Linked DNA regions of Zea mays: region 1 is linked to region 2. The links are chromatin contacts, called in public Hi-C maps. All regions are on one chromosome and are shown on one strand. Each heading gives the region's core, a stretch centred on a gene start, on an enhancer-like site or on the middle of the called end of the contact. The rest is flanking DNA. Distances are from core to core; before and after follow the strand shown. Region 1 holds the start of LOC100285473. Region 2 holds the start of LOC100274830.

Region 1 (4,089 bases), core at 414-2,913, 190 kb after region 2:
TCTGGACAGTAGGACAGAGGGTGCTGCCATCCTGTGTTCCACTAGTGCCAGGGAAGATGCTGGTGCAAATAGTTCTTCCCATAGAAAGGACAGTATGAGCCATCCCTCATATGGGTTTATACCTGTTCCAATTCCTGTTGGTGCCACGATGCCGTACCATTATGGTGCGATTCTGCAGCCCGTATACTACCCACAGAGTCCTCTTATGCACTGTGATTCAGCTGGAATCAACAAGGCAGCAATCCAGCATGCCTCTGGGCAACCTAATTACCATGAAGCTCCCGGTAAACCATCTCATGTTCTTATTGAACACAAACAGTCAGAGGAAAACCACCAGTTGCATCATTCAAGACAAATTCTTCGGGAATCAGGAGAACCAATTGACATGGCGAGAGCTCACGTGGATCGTGCTAACCAGACTGCAAGCTGCAGCCAAGGTATCTGTAAAGGAAGTGGATGCACATGTAGTGGTGAAGCCGATATCAACGCAAACACAATGGTTGCCCTAGAGAGTGGCAACGAGAGTGGAATCCAAAATGGTGACAGGTCTCGCCGTGAAGCTGCGTTGATGAAGTTTCGCATGAAAAGGAAAGATAGATGCTTCGAGAAAAAAGTACTTCATCTGATAACCCTTTTTAGTTACCATTAAATAACTACCGAATGATTTTTCTTTATCTAACCCTAGTTTTCATTTCTACAGGTTAGGTATCATAGCAGGAAGAAGCTCGCAGAGCAAAGGCCAAGAGTTAAGGGACAATTTGTAAGCCAAAAGCTGAACTCAGCTACAACAACAGACGCAGAAGCTGACTCGTGACCGGCGTCAAGTCATCACTGTAACTTATTCTTCCCTTCCCACCAGGTGTGGGCAATCGGACTTGTAAGACTGAAGGCTGGCAGAAGTTTTTTCCCTTCCATGGTTAGCCTTTCTGCACAATGGGTGAACTCTTGTGTCGGGTGTTTGGTGCCGTTGTGGCCTTATTTTTGTAAAGTGCATCAAATTGACAAATGTTCAGAGGGGAATGGGTTGGGGGTTTAGGAAAACGGTGCAGCTGCCAGATTTCGCCTATGTACTTAGATGTTTGTGGGGGGTGAGAAAGCAGAGCCTGTACAGCTTATTCACCCATTTTGTTGCCATTACACTAGTAGTGACTTGTACTATGACAACAGTAGACATTGTTGTACAGCCTTACCAGTCAGCAGCGGGTCTTTCTCATTTTATTTATTAGTTATTAATCCTGTGGGTAATCATGTCGATAAGGCGCCGCCCTGTATGCAGGGACAGTTGTTGATTTGTTTGATCCAATCCAATCATCCAGCGTTTTGCTTGCTCATCATTCACAGGTAATCTTTCGACGTATTTCCTTAAATAATACTTTCCGTGGCCTTACCTTTTCACCCAAAGGCTGGTGCACATGAAGGATTCACAAGCTGCAGATTTGTTGGGATTAATCCTGTGGCGTAAGAGGAACCGGCAATTCCTTAGTGCCCATTTCAAGAGCATCTACCTTTACAGCCAGCATTTCTCATCTCACTCAGCAGCCCACATATTCCGTTGGAGCTTGCGCCTCAAGTTTGGCACATTTCTTTGCCGCGCTGGGCCTCCAGGTCCAGGGCCCAGGCTCTCTATATTACGTAAACAAACCCAGAGTTCCGCGGGAATCTCACCTGTGAAAGCGAGCACACGCAACGCAGCTACGCAAGCAAGCCTGTTCTCTGTCGATTGAGGCCGCTACACGGCGGCAATGGAGGGAAGAAGGGCGGCCGTGTCGTTGGTGGCAGCAGTGTCGCTGCTGCTGGCGTGCTCGCGATCCCCATTCCCGGTCGTCGCCGCTGATGAGGGCGAGCCGGCGGTGGGGGCCCCGGACACGAACCAGCTGTGCGTGAGCAAGTGCGGGACGTGCCCGACGATCTGCACGGCGTCGCCGCCGACGATCCTGCCGATGACAGCGCCGCCGCCGCCGGCCCTTGCGCTGCTGCCGCTGTCCGCGCCCCCGCCGCCGTACCTGCAACTGGTGCTGCCGCCGCCGCCAACGGGGGACGTGTACGACCTGCTGCCTCCGGTGACGCCTCTCACGAGCCCGCCGGAGTCCCCGTGCACGACCCCGCCTTCGTCCTCATCGTCGTCGACGGAGCCTCCGCCGTCGCCACCCTCCTCCTCCTCGCCGCCGTCGCCGCCGCCGCCGAAGAGCGGCGGCGACGGTGGCAGTGGCTCGTCCTCGCACTTCTCGTCCCCGCCGTCGTCGTCAAACCCGTACTACTACCTGTACCTCTCCGGCGGCGCCAGGGCCCGCGGCGGCGCGTCCAGCAGCGCTTGCGCGGCGCTCGTCCTCGCCGCGTTCCTGCCCGCCGTCGCCCTCTTCAAGTGACGCGCGCTCTGTTGGTTACTAGTTACGACTGCCATCCATCAGTCGGCTGTCCAGACCGGCCGGCGTAAAGACTAGGACATGCATTACGTACTCTCTTCGTTTTGGCATCCGATTCGATGATGATCTGTCGACCTTTCCGATGCCAGATGATTGTCCATGCAGACAGTACGTAGTTGTGTTTACATTTTGTCCATTGTACCTTAATGATTTTGTAAAGTGGATTCTGATGATGGTTTATTGTGTTCGTTCTGCCTTTGGCTTCGACGTTGCTCAGTGTGCCTGTGAGGAAGCTGTTGCAACTTACAATCTTCTTCTTTTCCTTGTTTGTCTCACACCTGCGGTGAATTGACACCTATTTTTGGCAAGCAGCTCGATTTAGCATTTTCTGGCCGATTAGCACATTGACATGTGGGCCCTTCTCCTAACAAATGAGCACCAGAAGGGGAACCCCCTAGCTCCCCTCCGAAACGAAGCAAACTCACGAGCTCCCGCCAAATTAATCTCCTCCATCCATAAATACGAATTTCGACGCAGAAGACGACGGAGCGTCGATCCATCTCGATCGATCGAGTTGTTCGTCCGTCGCATGCAACTTGCAGCAGGCGCCTTCTTCTTCGGCGCGACGAACTAGCTAGCTAGGACCCCATCCGGCGGTGCACCATGCTGCGGTCCACCGGCGACCGCGTCGTCGTCGTGGGCGGCGGCATCGCCGGCGCCCTCCTCGCCAAGACGCTCCAGAACCACGCCGACGTCGTCCTCATCGACCCGTGAGCTTCCGCCGCGCGCGCCGTTTGGAGCTGCCCTCCTGCACATTTCATATTTCCCTCCCAGCTAGCGTAGCGCGCGTGGATCGGATCGGATGATCCATGCATGCTAGCTTCCCCTTGATATGTATGCATGCATGCATGGCCGGCGACGTGCGACCCATGGATTATTGGATCCTTCCGTGCATGCAGGAAGGAGTACTTCGAGATCCCGTGGGCCAACCTGCGCGCCAAGGTGGACCCGGCGGCGGTGGAGCGCACGGTGATCGCGCACTCCGACTACCTGACGCACGCCAAGGTGGTCACCGCCTCCGCCGTCGGCCTGGACGACTCCGTGGTGCTCACCTCCATCGGCCGCGCCGTGGCGTACGACTTCCTCGTGGTCGCGACGGGGCGCACGTGCAACCGGCCGCAGAAGCGGTCGGACCGGCTGGAGATGTTCCAGCGCGACAAGGACCGGATCGACGCGGCGGAGTCGGTGCTGATCGTCGGCGGCGGGCCCATCGGCGTGGAGCTGGCGGCGGAGATCGTGATGAAGAGCCCCGAGAAGCGCGTCACCATCGTCCACGGCGCGCCGCGGCTGCTCAAGGTCATGGGCGCCCGGGCGTCGGCCAAGGCGCTCGAGTGGCTGCGGTCCAAGAACGTCACCGTGCTGCTGGACCAGACGGTGGACCTGGCGTCGGCCACCCCGGACACCCGGACGTTCACCACGTCGGCGGGGGAGACGCTGGAGGCCGACTGCCACTTCGTGTGCACGGGCCGGCCCGTGGCGTCCGGCTGGCTCGGCGGGACGATCCTCGGGGAGCACGTGGACGAGGAGGGCCACCTCCGGGTGGACGACCACCTGCGCGTCGGCGGGCTGCGGAACGTGTTCGCCGTCGGCGACATCACGGACGTGCCGGAGGCCAAGCAGGGCAACCTGGCGCAGCGGCAGGCGATGGTGGTGTCCCGGAACCTCC
Region 2 (4,257 bases), core at 355-2,854:
TGCTTTGCAAATAAGAAAAAGAAAGATAATAATGAGTTGGCAAACAAAGTTGGTACATAAGTGAATCAGGCACCACTTCAAGATTCACTCTACCTAGGTGCTACGAGCCAAACTGCCAAATGCCTACTCACAACTAGGCACTTGGCGACTTGGCGTATTGGTATGAGCCTGTTGCTGACCTGGCGTTGTGTGGTCTTTTGCTTTTATTTGACTGCATGGCATGAAACGATTCCACAAAATTAAAAAAAAAACATTCACATTTAATAAAACTAGGTTTACCACACTTTCTGTTGCTTAGCATACAAAACTAGTGAACCCACAGGGTTAGTCAAACATATTTGGCTTTTATACTACTTTTTTTGTTTATAGCACCAATGACACTGCCTTTGTCATTTGACTGCAACATGGCACCGCCATTGACAATCCCACATTATCGTTTCCTATCTGGTTTCAGGAAAACGAAGAGGTTGTGCACAAGAACAAGGACATCTAAATATAATACAATCGAAGGCTATGTATTTTGCACGCCTCATTAGGATCAGACATAACACACAGGGTCCACACAAAAACTACACTGTCCTGGAATGCGAAGTAAGATTAAGGCATCGATAGAAAAATAGAAATGCATGATCGGAGTGTAAAATCACCATGACTACTAACCTTCACAACACGACATCGCACCTTCTTGGCGGCCCATCGAAGGCCGCCTCAGTGGAATTCTTCCCGCGGAAAACCACCTTGACGCCATCGCACATAACCCTCATGACCCTCCGGCGCGTGCGCCAGCCACCTCTGTCGAAGACGGCGACGGCCATGAGCCTGACCTCGACGTCGACAGCGCCCCCGGCGCCGGTCTTGAGCGCTGCGGCGTCGTCGGGCCCGACGTAGGCATCCTCTACGACGAGGCGGAAGGCGATCGTGGTGGTGTTGCCGGGGCCCTGGCCGAAGGGCGCGAGCGAGGCGACGGCGAGCGGGGAGGAGGGCGCGAAGGAGACGGATGCGAGGGGTGAGAAGTAGGCGACGGAGAGCTTGGCGTTGGGGTTGGCGGCGAGGAGGGCAGCGTCGAAGGAGGCGGAGAGTGAGGAGTTGGCGGGGGAGTAAGCGACGCGGGAGAGGGCCAGGGAGGTGAGGGAGAAGGCCGGGGCGCGCGGGCGGAGGAGGAGCCAGACTATGAAGGTGGCGGCGCCGAGGAGAAGGAAGGCGCCAACGACGGCGGCGAGGAGGCGGCGCAGGCAGGTGGGCGGCGGCGGCGGGTGGGCCGCGTAGTGGTGGTGCGTCGGCGGGGGCGGGGGATACGGGTAGTGGTGGTGCGGCGGCGGGTGATGGTGGTGAGGAGGGGCGGGGTAGGGGTACGCGACGCCGAAGGTCGCCGGAGCGGAGCCGTTGGCGGCGGCGGCGGCGGGCGGCGCGGCGGCGAAGTAGGCGCTGGGGTTCCCGTTGGGGGCGGGGTAGCCCATGGCGGGGGCCGGCGGGGCCGGGGGCTTGGAGTTGGGATGGTCGGGCGGGTGAGCGGAGGAGGACGAGGAGGAGGGCTGCATGCTGGAGATCCGGCGGAGGAGTGGCGCGGCGCTGGTCGGTGAGAGCAGGCGAGCGGTGGTGTTGTTGTGGTGGGGTTTGCTTTCGGTTCAGCGATGGATGGTGATTTAGGATCTGCTCCTCACTACTGGCCGTGGGACGTTGAGATTGAGACGGCGGCAGCAGCGCGGGCGTCTCTCTCTCTCTCTCCGCGTCTGCGTGCCTCCTTTTCCTGCTGCTATGCCTGCGCGTGGGTCGGTTCACAGGTGGCCTGCCATAGATTGGGACGTCGGAGTACGCGGCGATAAATCCTGTTCCGTTCCGTCTTTTTCTCGAACGAAGTTTTACTCCCACTCCGTTCCTTTGTGGGCGGGTATTTATCCTAAACATCGAAAATGTGGGACAAATTTATTATTTTAAATATATATTATAAAGAATTTATTATAATTTTTAGTTATGTTGTTAAGCACATTATAAAAAATAAAAATAAAGCTTTTGTGCATTATTTGCTCCCTGTATAAAAAGTAAAAAATCATCCGAATTCAAATCTGTATCCGTATCCGAATTTTGTATTTTTCATTTGACAAATTATAGAACAAATTTAAGGTTCACCTGTTATGAATTTTAACAAGCTTAATGCTAAAAACAAAAACAACAACCTTAATGCTAAAAACAAAAACATAGGTTTGCATGACATATTTTATATCCTAATTATTCATAATAAAAAAGACCAAAAACTTAATATCCCAACAAGTATCATTCGGATTCATCCATACAAGCTCTATACTTCATGGCAAGACGTGTAGAGGACTTCAAGGATCGAATGTGTTGGCGCCGATCCGGGCGCTAATCACTGCATTGAGAACCGGCGGCGGTGCTCTGCACAGGCGTGGACGGTCCGTGGCTAGGGACCGGACGGTCCGCGAACTGGAGCAGGGCTAGGGTTCCCTGCCTGACGGGCCGGACGGTCCGAGCCTATAGGCCGGACGATCCGCGCGTGCGCAGGTGCGGCCGAGTTCGTCGACGGCGCCTGAATCTCGCTCCCGGGAGGGACCCCGTCGGGGAGGAGAGATTCTATGTGTTATCTAGGGTCAGCAGGCTGACCTAGACACCTCTAATCGACGTAGAGCCGAAGAGAAGCGAAGAATTTGGGGATTGAGAGGCTAAACTAGAACTAAACTAGAACTACTCCTAATGCCTAAGGTAAAAACGAGAGATAAACTGATTATTGATTTGATTGTTGATGATTAATCAGCCGTATTCCTCTGTATTTATAGAGGAGGGGGCTGGACCCATTACAAACAAATTTCTCGAGTCAATTCCGCGAATCTAGCCAATAACTGTAGCAAGAAACTCGGAACCCTAACTGACTCTGCGCGCGCGGACCGTCCGCACGGTCATTTTTGCTCTCCAACATATGCCCCCTGCCCTTTGGCGGAGCTGAGCGAACCAAAAGCAACTAACTCGATGTGATCACATCGGTTTTCTTAGACTTCTTGCCACATATTAGGATGGTACTGCTTGAGGAAACGCCCGTTTAACGCCTTAGGCAAATCTTTGCCTTGTAATATTTGCAATTAGTAGGCGTTACCGGACATCACCTGTGTGACTCTGTAAGGGCCTTTCCAGCTTGGCGACCACTTCCCAAACTTCCGGTCTTTGCTCCTTAGAGGCAAGATAGTCTTCCATACCAGGTCCCTTACCTGGAACGATTTAGCCTTGACCTTCTTGTTGTAAGCTTTGGCGACCATGACCTTGTCCTTTTCTATTTCTCCTAAGGGCGTCACTCTCTTGTCGGTCACTTCATCAATATTGTCCATCATTGAATTATAATAATCACCGACAGTCAGATCATTTTGCTTGGCGAACCTGACAACATTTAAACTTATCTCTGCAGGTAACACTGCTTCCTGCCCATAGACAAGCTCAAACGGAGATACTTTAGTAGCACTGTGTTTAGATATTCTATGAGCTCATAAAGCTTCGGACAAAGTTTATGCAACTACTTAGGATTATCAGATATCTTCTTTTTTTATCAGGCTAATCAATGTCCTATTACTAGACTCGGCCTGTCCATTGCCCTGGCCATAATACGAAGATGAATTGAGTAACTTAATTCTATAAATTCAGCAAACTCACGTACCTCCTTTGACATAAAATAAGCCCCCTGGTCTATAGTCAAAGTCTGGGGAATGCCGAATCTATGAATAATATGCTCAGTTATGAACTCAATTACCTCTATGTGTGTCATGTTCTTTAGAGCAACGGCTTCAGTCCATTTGGTAAAGTAGTCAGTGGCAACTAACACGAACTGATGCCCTTTTGATGATGAAGGATGAATCTCTCCTATAAAGTCCAATCCCCATCCTTGAAAGGCCAAGGCTTAATGATAGGATGTAATTCGGCTGCAGGGACCAACTGTAAGTCGTCGATGTTTTGACATACTTGGCATCCTTTGTAGTACTTGAAACAATCAGCTACCATGTTAGGCCAATAGAAGCCAGACCTTCGCAATAACAACTTCATCTTTGAAGCCGATTGATGGGTACCATAAATCCCTTCATGTACTTCGGCCATGTCTAATATAGCATCACCTGGGCCCAAGCATTTAAGTAGGACATCGTTGCCTGTTCGGCGGTAGAGTTCATCACTTATTAAAATATACTTAAAAGTTGTACGCCGAACGTTCCTATCCGTCCTAACACTGGGATTTTGTAGATAATTATGGGTGTCCTCCAATCG

Evidence for each region. Hi-C and Micro-C count contacts between places; a contact is called where the count stands out from the background.
Region 1: a Hi-C map of leaf shows a contact between it and region 2, with 6 times the contacts expected there. The contact joins the promoter of LOC100285473 here to the promoter of LOC100274830 in region 2. A contact is called at or near these places in 4 of 25 Hi-C or Micro-C datasets (bundle sheath, leaf and leaf mesophyll).

Annotation. Positions count from the first base shown.
Region 1 is chr4:202,578,906-202,582,994 of Zm-B73-REFERENCE-NAM-5.0, forward strand. It overlaps LOC100285473, which reads left to right and starts at 1,664. Exons shown (of 1, transcript NM_001158366.2): 1 at 1,664-2,609. The coding sequence starts at 1,743. The coding sequence ends at 2,366. It overlaps LOC100381775 (Two-component response regulator-like APRR9), which reads left to right. Exons shown (of 8, transcript NM_001355470.1): 7 at 1-613; 8 at 701-1,195. The coding sequence ends at 814. It overlaps LOC107275229 (FAD/NAD(P)-binding oxidoreductase family protein), which reads left to right and starts at 2,803. Exons shown (of 2, transcript NM_001320476.1): 1 at 2,803-3,133; 2 at 3,323-4,089. The coding sequence starts at 3,027.
Region 2 is chr4:202,392,938-202,397,194 of Zm-B73-REFERENCE-NAM-5.0, forward strand. LOC100274830 reads right to left here and starts at 1,605. Exons shown (of 2, transcript NM_001149098.2): 1 at 661-1,605. The coding sequence starts at 1,538. The coding sequence ends at 663.